Linked DNA regions of Oryzias latipes: region 1 is linked to region 2. Evidence: chromatin contacts called from public Hi-C data. All regions are on one chromosome and are shown on one strand. The core of a region is the stretch at or near the end of the contact, and the rest is flanking DNA. Distances in the headings are between cores, read along the strand shown. Region 1 overlaps zfpm1 (zinc finger protein ZFPM1). Region 2 holds the start of zfpm1 (zinc finger protein ZFPM1).

The links. A called contact is a pair of places that touch in the nucleus more often than the background predicts.
Region 1: a contact with region 2 is called in a Hi-C map of gastrula embryo, with 2.4 times the contacts expected there. The contact joins the enhancer-like site here to the promoter of zfpm1 in region 2. A contact is called at or near these places in 5 of 5 Hi-C or Micro-C datasets (embryo, fibroblasts and gastrula embryo).

What each region holds. Positions count from the first base shown.
Region 1 is chr6:26,450,812-26,454,877 of ASM223467v1, forward strand. All of the region lies in intron 3 of zfpm1 (zinc finger protein ZFPM1), which reads left to right. Among protein-coding and RNA genes, the nearest start is that of LOC100049341, 53 kb to the right of the region's middle. Within about 2 kb of position 2,245, at least 1 of the 8 cell types and tissues checked has an H3K27ac peak or open chromatin away from gene starts, as enhancers often do. A contact at or near this core is called in gastrula embryo, where this site is marked.
Region 2 is chr6:26,372,697-26,376,981 of ASM223467v1, forward strand. zfpm1 (zinc finger protein ZFPM1) reads left to right here and starts at 2,404. Exons shown (of 8, transcript XM_020704190.2): 1 at 2,404-2,933. The coding sequence starts at 2,894.

The DNA of each region.
Region 1 (4,066 bases), core at 995-3,494, 78 kb after region 2:
AGGCAGAAAAGAGGAGGCCTTCATCACTCAGCGGCACTGACTGGCTGGTATCTGCATCTCGCTGTCATCTTCACCGGCTTCTGCAGGGCGCAGGAGGAGGAGGAGGCTGAGAGGAGAGGGGAAAACCTCTCTCCTGTCTATCTCTGAGCCTAATCTCCGGCAGTTCAGGAGCCCGCTTTCCAAGAGTGCCTCATTTTCGAATCTCTTATCTCGGCCCCCGTTTTAAGTATCGCAGTTTTATATTTTTACATGTCATTTGCATGCAGCTCATCAAACCTGGCTCCCACTGTTTTAGGGTTTTTCTCCTTCTTTGGCGGTGCACGAGGCGGCAGGCCTCCACCATGCTGCTGGAAGCCCTCCGCCTGCATTTAAACCTCGTGAGCCTCAAAAGCATCTGAGCTGAATGTCAGAGAAATGCTGTGCGTGAGAGCAGCGGAGGTAAAGAGAGTGTGTTCGTATGAGAGTCAGTTTCTGATTTTTATCCGCCTTCCTTTTCTTCTTTGTATTTTTGGAGGATTCACACACTGACCTCTTTGTTTGGGACAGTGAGTACACCCCTGCTACCCCCTGGACGGGGAAGGAAACCATTTCCTGTAGAGATAGAATGAGAGGCAGAGGGAGAAAAGAGGGAGAGATAGGAGGATGGAAGGAGGGGCAGGCAGACAGGAGGGTAGGAATGAGAGTTGGGGAGAGGAAGTGAATCAGAGATTAAGAAAGAGGAGCAAAAAGAGGAGAGGAGACACAGTGTAAGAGGAGAAGGGTAGGAGAGGATGAACTGGATGATGGAATGAGTGATTGTGGGAGAGGAGCGGGGTGAATGAAAGATGGTTGGAAAGGTCAGGAAGGGAGCACCTTATTAAATTCTCATTCATGGGAGTCCAGAACGTTTAATGCAGGGTAGGATATTTGGAGGAAAATTAAGATTTTTGAGGACAAGGAGTGATGGGAACAAACTTTAATGTCGTTTTTATCAAATGTATCAAATGTCACAAGAATCACAATGGCTCCTTTTGTCTGGAGATCCTTACAGAAACCATGAAACATGATGCAAACCCATATAAATTCTCGTACTCCTGATTTCGGTGTTTGAATTCACTCTTTTTATGATCCATCTGACAAATATCATCTATTGTCCTATTATTTTATAAAACGTAACAGGTACTTGAGGCAATTGCTGAGAGCTGCGGTTCTTCGTATTCGTTTGAGAATCCAAGAGTTTTTCAAGATCATTTTCACGGATCCACCACTAATTTGAAGGCCTCTCCGATGAAAATTGTGTTTTAGCTTCATTTTCTGCGTCAGAGTGCTGTCTTGTCTGCTCGAAAGATTTAAATACCTTTGTCGTTTTAACTTAGCATGACATCTAAATGAAAACTTACTGGATCTGATTCCCGGACAAGCCCCCAACCCATGTAATCTAAAGGTGAATTAGACAAACCTAAAAGTCTATTTACAGTACTTGAAAAAACTCAATCTCAAATAATCATCAAAATGCTGATTTATAGTTCTGTCTTATTAACCATCATTATTTTGAGTACTGAAGTTTTTAATCCTAATGTAATCTTGAAAACATACCTGGGACTTCCTCACAGACATTGATTTTAAACGGGTCCAAACTTGTAAAATGTTCTACAGCTGGACTCCACTAAATTGACAGTCTTGCTTATTAATTTAGTTTAGCTTCGTTTGCCTTTTTAGTTTAGCAACTATCATGCTATTCATGATATTAAAACTTTGATTACTTTTTTCCATGGCTGACAAAAGTTTAAAAAATAAATAAAAATGAATGACAAATGTTAGTAACTAGTAAGTTACGGAGAGGTGGTTTCAGAAAAAGCTTGGTACCTCCAACAATGTTCACTGACAGATGAAGTCTCTTTTGACCATGTATTGACCCGCATGTTTCACACTCATTGATGGGGCGGTGTGTGAGACTTCTGGCTCTAACTGCCGTTTCAGACGTGTGTCAGACGTCCCATCAGTCATTTTCTGACCATCTGTGGGGTGGAGAGGTCACATGCTGGGTCAGTTCAGGGAAAGTTTTTTGCCGATGTGAAGGAACTCGTCATCTTCAGTGAATGGAGGGATCCAGGAGCTGAACGGAGAAAGAAAATGAAGAAATGAAAATAACGAGTCGGCATCATTTGCATTTAGGTTTTATCTGCAAGGAGGGGGGTGTTTTTGAGCCTGATAAGGAGAGGTGTCGTAGGTTGGGTGTGTGTGTGTGAATTGTTACATGTGGAGTGACTGCAGCAGAAGAAGGTGTCTGTGGAGTTCAGCTGCTGTTTGTTTCATCAGCAGCTTCGAGGACAGGCTGGGGGGAGGAAGGGGGGGGGTGTTCTTGGAGGGGGGTTAATATCAGACCAAATAATTAGATTCGCTATCGAGGCGGCGGCAGCGGCGCGCGGATCAGGCAGATTAAAGCCGCGGCTCAGGGCTCGTTAATATTCATGAGGGGACCGGGGTCCGGGCTCGGGGCTTAGACTGCCGCTCAAAGACTCTCCTCCGGCTGACGAGGCTTAAAGCGCCACTCTCTCCACCAAGATGGAGCTCAGCTGACGGAGCAGGGGTGCAGGGGTCGAAGGGCTGCTGGACTGGATTTGGGCTCAAACCAACGTTTCGTTTTTGCTAACAATGATTCTGACTTCAACATCTTCATCATTCATGCTCCAATGAATGTTTATCTAGACACCCCTTCATCAACATTTCAAAAGAGGGATCTTTAAGTTGGTTCTTGCAGTTCTGGTCATCTCTGGATTCCAGAACTCCGATTCAGCTTCTTTCATCATTTTTTGGGACATTTTGCAGCCTGTAGGCCAAATAACAACACCTCCAACACCAGATCCAAATCCACTGCAGCGAACTTGTTTCTATTTTTTCAAGGCTATGGAGAGCATGTGGCTTTTGAAGACCCACTCCAATAAAAACTGCGTTTTTAGCGTGTTCTTATGGCATTTAAAAATAGAAAATATGCTGAAAGGAGCAGGGGCTATAGGCACTTCTGTTTCACCTCAGTAATGGCTAGAGTGTGGCGTAAGGACATGGTACGACGGCATCACCAGTACGTCATAAATGTGTGTAGCTTACTTTTTTTTTTTACCAATACTTCTTGATACATTTACCACATCCACGACACATTCCATCTTCATAACGGGTGCATAATTCAAGTATCAGAATGTGGTGTTGATGTTTTATACGACTTTGCATGTGGGGTGAGCGTGCTCGGAGGTGTGAAGGGCGAGCCCCAGGACAGGTTTTCCTCCTGGAGCGTGCTGTTCTTTCCTCAGAGCTCTCCCTGTTGCCCCATCACGGTGAATTCCAAATCTGTGGTCATGATGAATTAGTCTGAAACAAATTAGCAGTACTTACAGCTCAGACGGCTCCAGCATTGGGTTACAAATTAAAACAAAAGCAGCCGTATCTCCACATCAGCGCTACTTCTCCATGAAAGCCGATCCACTTTGCCTGGGTCTTCAGAGCGCGGCAGACTAAGAGGCTTCCTGCTCTCGTCGTCATCTTCGGGCTTTCTGTTTGCCACAAGTGATCTAAAAATATGACAAACCATCAAAGTCATGAAAAATGTCTGTGAAAGGAGGGCAGTCTGATTTTCCATTCTGATTCTGGAGCGGTTCTGTTCAGAACCCATCAGCCCAGTCTTTAAGAAGGAGATGACGACCTGCAGTTTATGAGGAGTTTATCACACACTAACATGTTAGCTTTATTTAAAAAAAGACTTTTCACAAAGATTTCTTTTCTGAGCCAAACTGAGACAGTTACATACAAGCATACGGTTCTGTTTTTTACAGATTCATTCGGGTCAAAGTTGAAGAGATGATTTGTTTTCGGACTATTTCAAACCATTGCTGTGCCATTAAGTAACACCTGCCGTGTTGAGAATGCGTGTCACATGCATGCCCAGTATGAATGTAAAAGCATGTGGTGTTCACACTGGACTGTAGCTACCCAGTACTACTACATGTCCCCAACCTACAGTTGGAAAAGGTTTGCTGTAACGGCTACACCTGCCCGCCGCAGCCACAGCAAAGATCAGACTGGTGATCTCTAC
Region 2 (4,285 bases), core at 1,154-3,653:
CCATTAATGTATTTTGTGCGCAAATGAGCATTTAGCAATTTGCATGCACAAATGAGCTTTGTTGCCAAAATGTATTTTATCAGTATTTTGTGGCCACAAATTAGCATTTTTGTGAACAAATGTGTATTTTGTAGCCACTATTGGCCTTTTTTTGGGCACAAATTAGGAATTGAAGTTACTAAAATACTAAAAGTAAAATTAGTTTGTACACACAAAATAGTAATTAGCGCCCATAAAATGCTAATTTGCGACCACTAAATTGTGGCCAAAACTGCTAATTTGTGTGCACGAAAAACGAATTGGTCAGCACAAATTATTGCTTTGAAGGAATGATTTAAATTTTTAATGTTCAGTCCAGAATTCTGTACATTTAATGAAAATCTGATCTTAGAAAAAAGGTGTTTTGAAGGATGCCGCTGGTATTTTCTTGAGTTTCCACTAGATGGCGCCAGTAAATCTGATTGGAAGGAGACAACCTCTGCACTCTGCATTATGGCGTTTCATCGCTGCGATACTGCATCCTCCTTCAAACTGAGGATAAATTTGCTGTCTAACATCTCATTGAGAAATTAAACCTTTGTTTTTTTATTTTTAGAATGAGAATGTTAAACTTTAACAAACACTAAATAAACCACTCAATCACTTCGTAAAATCACCCCCCCCCCCATGTTAAATGAAAGCAACTTGAGCTCATTTTAGTTTAAATAGGTAATTCAGTCACATCCACGTGTCCTCAGACCTACATCGAATCCACTTTCATCAGTTTTTACCACTCCTGTGCTTTTGTCCTGCTACCTTTGTAATTCAATAACTTTAATCTGAGTCATCCATACAGGAAACTGCAGCAGCCGGCCATCAGCCCAGAAGGAAATCCTGGCTAATCTCACGTCTGTATCACATTTAAAAGAATCAAAGCATACTGCAGTAAAAGTAATAACACTGCACGCTTGATAAAACACTACATCTGAATAATATTTTAGGATCAGGATGTGATGTCAGTTCCATATTTCTCTGGAAGGAAATTATAGTTCTGGTAATGCTGAGATCTTCTAGATATTTAAAATGTCAAAATCTCTCAGAAAATGTCAATTTGGAAATTGCTAAAAAATGAACAGAAATTAAGCTTTTACTGTGAATAATTTATAATCTGTGAAACTTGTAAAATGAAAAAGCAAAACCCCCTCTCTTTAGGCAAAATGACTCAGAAATGTTCTCTGTTCTTCCAAAAGAGGATAATTCAGTAGAATGCAGTGGTTGGGAGATGTTCCGGTTTAGAAATGTTCTCTAGAGGACAAATCAGCATGAATAGTCATGAGGTTAAAGACAATTGGCCTTCCGTTTGTGTCAGTTAAAATAAACATTTTGTTTTACTTGCCCCCTGACCTTCCATAGGGTAAAGAAAATAGTGCAGACAATTATTTCTGGATGTAAGGTGGAGTGTTATTGCATGTCCTTAAATCAATGAGTTTGACTGAAACTCTTATTCATATCAGTATTTCTTTTTAATACAATTATTTTAAATTTGTTTACACCTTTTTTCTTTTTACATTTTGTTCATTTAGAAAAAGTATTCAGCCAGTATTAAATATTATCACATATAAACAGCACATATAAACAGAGGCAGGGTGGGTTACAAATCTTCAAGCAAACCATCATTTGTACATATTTTGACAGTTTTTAACACCTTTTTGTTAGATGATGAGTCGCCTTTATGGTTTATATAGAAAAAAATATAATTATGTTGCTGCAGTAGTTAGAAAATTAGAAATTTGCCTCTTACTTGTGGGCACGGATTAGGCCTGCCCTGACTTCCCATCATCCTTTTGTTTACACTCTCTCCTGCTAGCTTACAGCCCCTCATAACCCTAATCTAATATTACCGGTGCAACAAAAACGACGAGCAGTATTGGAGCAGTTCTGAGCCAGATGTCAGCTCAGGCGAAGAAAACAAAGACTTATAAAAATCTAGTCTTCTACAAGGGAATTGAAATTAGGGCGGAGCAGGGATCTTGTGGCTGCCCAGGGTATTTTTTACATCACAAATACGATTTTTGTAGACTGTTTTTATTATTAGCTCCTGATTTACAACTATTTGAATGAAAAAGCACTCAGAAACGCAATTTTGATCTTAATTTACTTTATATGTGTCCCCTATCATGAGGCAAATGCTACAAGAACATGTTAAAAAAACAAATTTCATTGGAATGGGTCTTTAAAAAATAAAAAAAAACAACAGATAAAAGTATTTATTTCAGCTACAACCTAAATATTTACAGTCTAAATAGGTTTGACAGTCTGTGTGTGTGTGTGTGTGTGTGTGTGTGTGTGTGTCTGGACCAATCACATGTCAGAGCGGCTGATTTCGTCAGACGCTGTGGGCGTGTCTTACGCCGTCATGCTCCGCCTTTGTCGACAGCGGCTTCGAGGCTTTGAGGCAGGACTGGCGGACCGGGGCGGACCAGGGGGGGCGGACCGGCCAGAGGAAACTTGACAGAAACCAAAAGCAGAGCTCCGCTGACCTCCTCAGAGCTGAGAGGTTCAACCAGCGCGAGGCTTTCCGCACGAATCACCGGGGGTGTCGCCGGGACGCCCGAGCTACGACCTACCTACGTGGAGGCGTGTCCGCCAGCGGAGGAACGTCAGGGGGGAAAAGGTCGGAAAAATTCGCAGAAGTGAAGTAGTGAGCGGCCACAGGTAGGACTCAGTGTCCGGTCAGCCGCAGCGGCAGTAGCGCCGGCAGGTCATGAGGATTCCTGCGGCTGCCGGTCGGACTCGGAGCGCCGCGCCGCAGCTGTGAACGAGGAGCCGCAGACAGACGCAGCAGCCCGGGAGGAGCAGCAGACGGCTTCCCCGCCGCCCCGTGAGCGAGTCCAACAGGAGGCGTGGAGGCAGCATGTCCCGGAGGAAGCAGAGCAAACCCCGGCAGATCAAGCGTAAGAAAGTCCCTCTTCGTTCCGCTGTCCCCCGCGAGTCTTTCTGTGGGTTTGCTCCTCCGCGCGCACCTGGCTGGAGTTGAAACCTGGAGATGCTTGAGTATACATGAAAACAACTTAGTTAGTTTCGCCATAAATAGATTATTTTTTTGTTTCTTTCTGTGCACGAACGCCGCCCACACGTTCTCCGTTACTGTTGGATGAAAGTGTCTTTCTGAGAAAAGCTCATTTATCCGCGCGTAAACAGGTTACGTCCATTCTCGGAGCGCAGCTTCCTGTTTAATTCTGTTGTGGAAACGTCATGTGTTCTCTGAAACAGCCGATCTAAACTGAGATAAAGCTGCGATCCGATGTGAACCGAGATAAGAGCGAAAATTGGATCTTTTTCTTTTCATTTTTATTTGCTTTCTGTCTGAGGCTGCGCCAAGGCCGCGGCTGCTCCCCTCTCCACCACCACACCACCACCACCACCACCCGGCTTTTCACTTCTCTTTCCCAGAGATGGGGCGTCAGATAAGCCCCCATGGCTGATCTCAGCTGCTGATAGCTGCTCACAATTGGATCTATTTTTTCCCCTCATCTTGTCCTTTTAGTTTAGCATCTTTAAAGGCGTTTTTCTTGGTCTGGCGCTCGGCTGCTCTCCGAGCTTGACGAGCCTTTCCTGTTTATAGAACGTGTGTGGCTTAATCAGGTGGTAACTGATGTTCAAAGTCGATATGAAAGCATAAAAACGATGTTGTGATTAACCTCTCCCGGTGCTCTGGGACTTCCGGTTCCACTCCTGAGCTGATGAAGACCCTCAGACTTGAGGAAAATGTGCTGAACAGTGAAGATCTCAGAGAGGAAAGTTTGCAATCTGCAGCTGGAAGACGCCTTATCTCTTTGTTTGGTTGTTTCATCTTTGATTGTGTCACCGTGTCCTCAGAAACCTGCTGTCTGAAAGCAACATTTGGAAGTTTAGTCTGCATGGTATCACTTTACAGAAATGCACTTCTGTGTGTGATCGAGGAGCTGTGACCAGATCAGATCCAGACTGCAGCAGGTGCATGTCTTATTTATGCTTTAAAAACAAGATTGGTTGCACTCCCCATGAGCTCAAAAAACCTGTTTTGGGCTGTTTTGCTACTTTCTCAAATCCTCTTTCTGTCAAAAATTGACTTTAGTATGCGGTAGTGTCCAAACTCGACAGATGTTGTTTATTTCTGTCATTGATGTGAAAAAAAATCTCACACCCATCTGACCTTGGATGAAATCGTTTAACAAACATGGACTAAAACTGCTATAAAAAAAAAGTACCCCCCTCCCCCCAATCTTCCTTATGTTTTATTCTTTGAAGTCCCAAAAAACCGAAC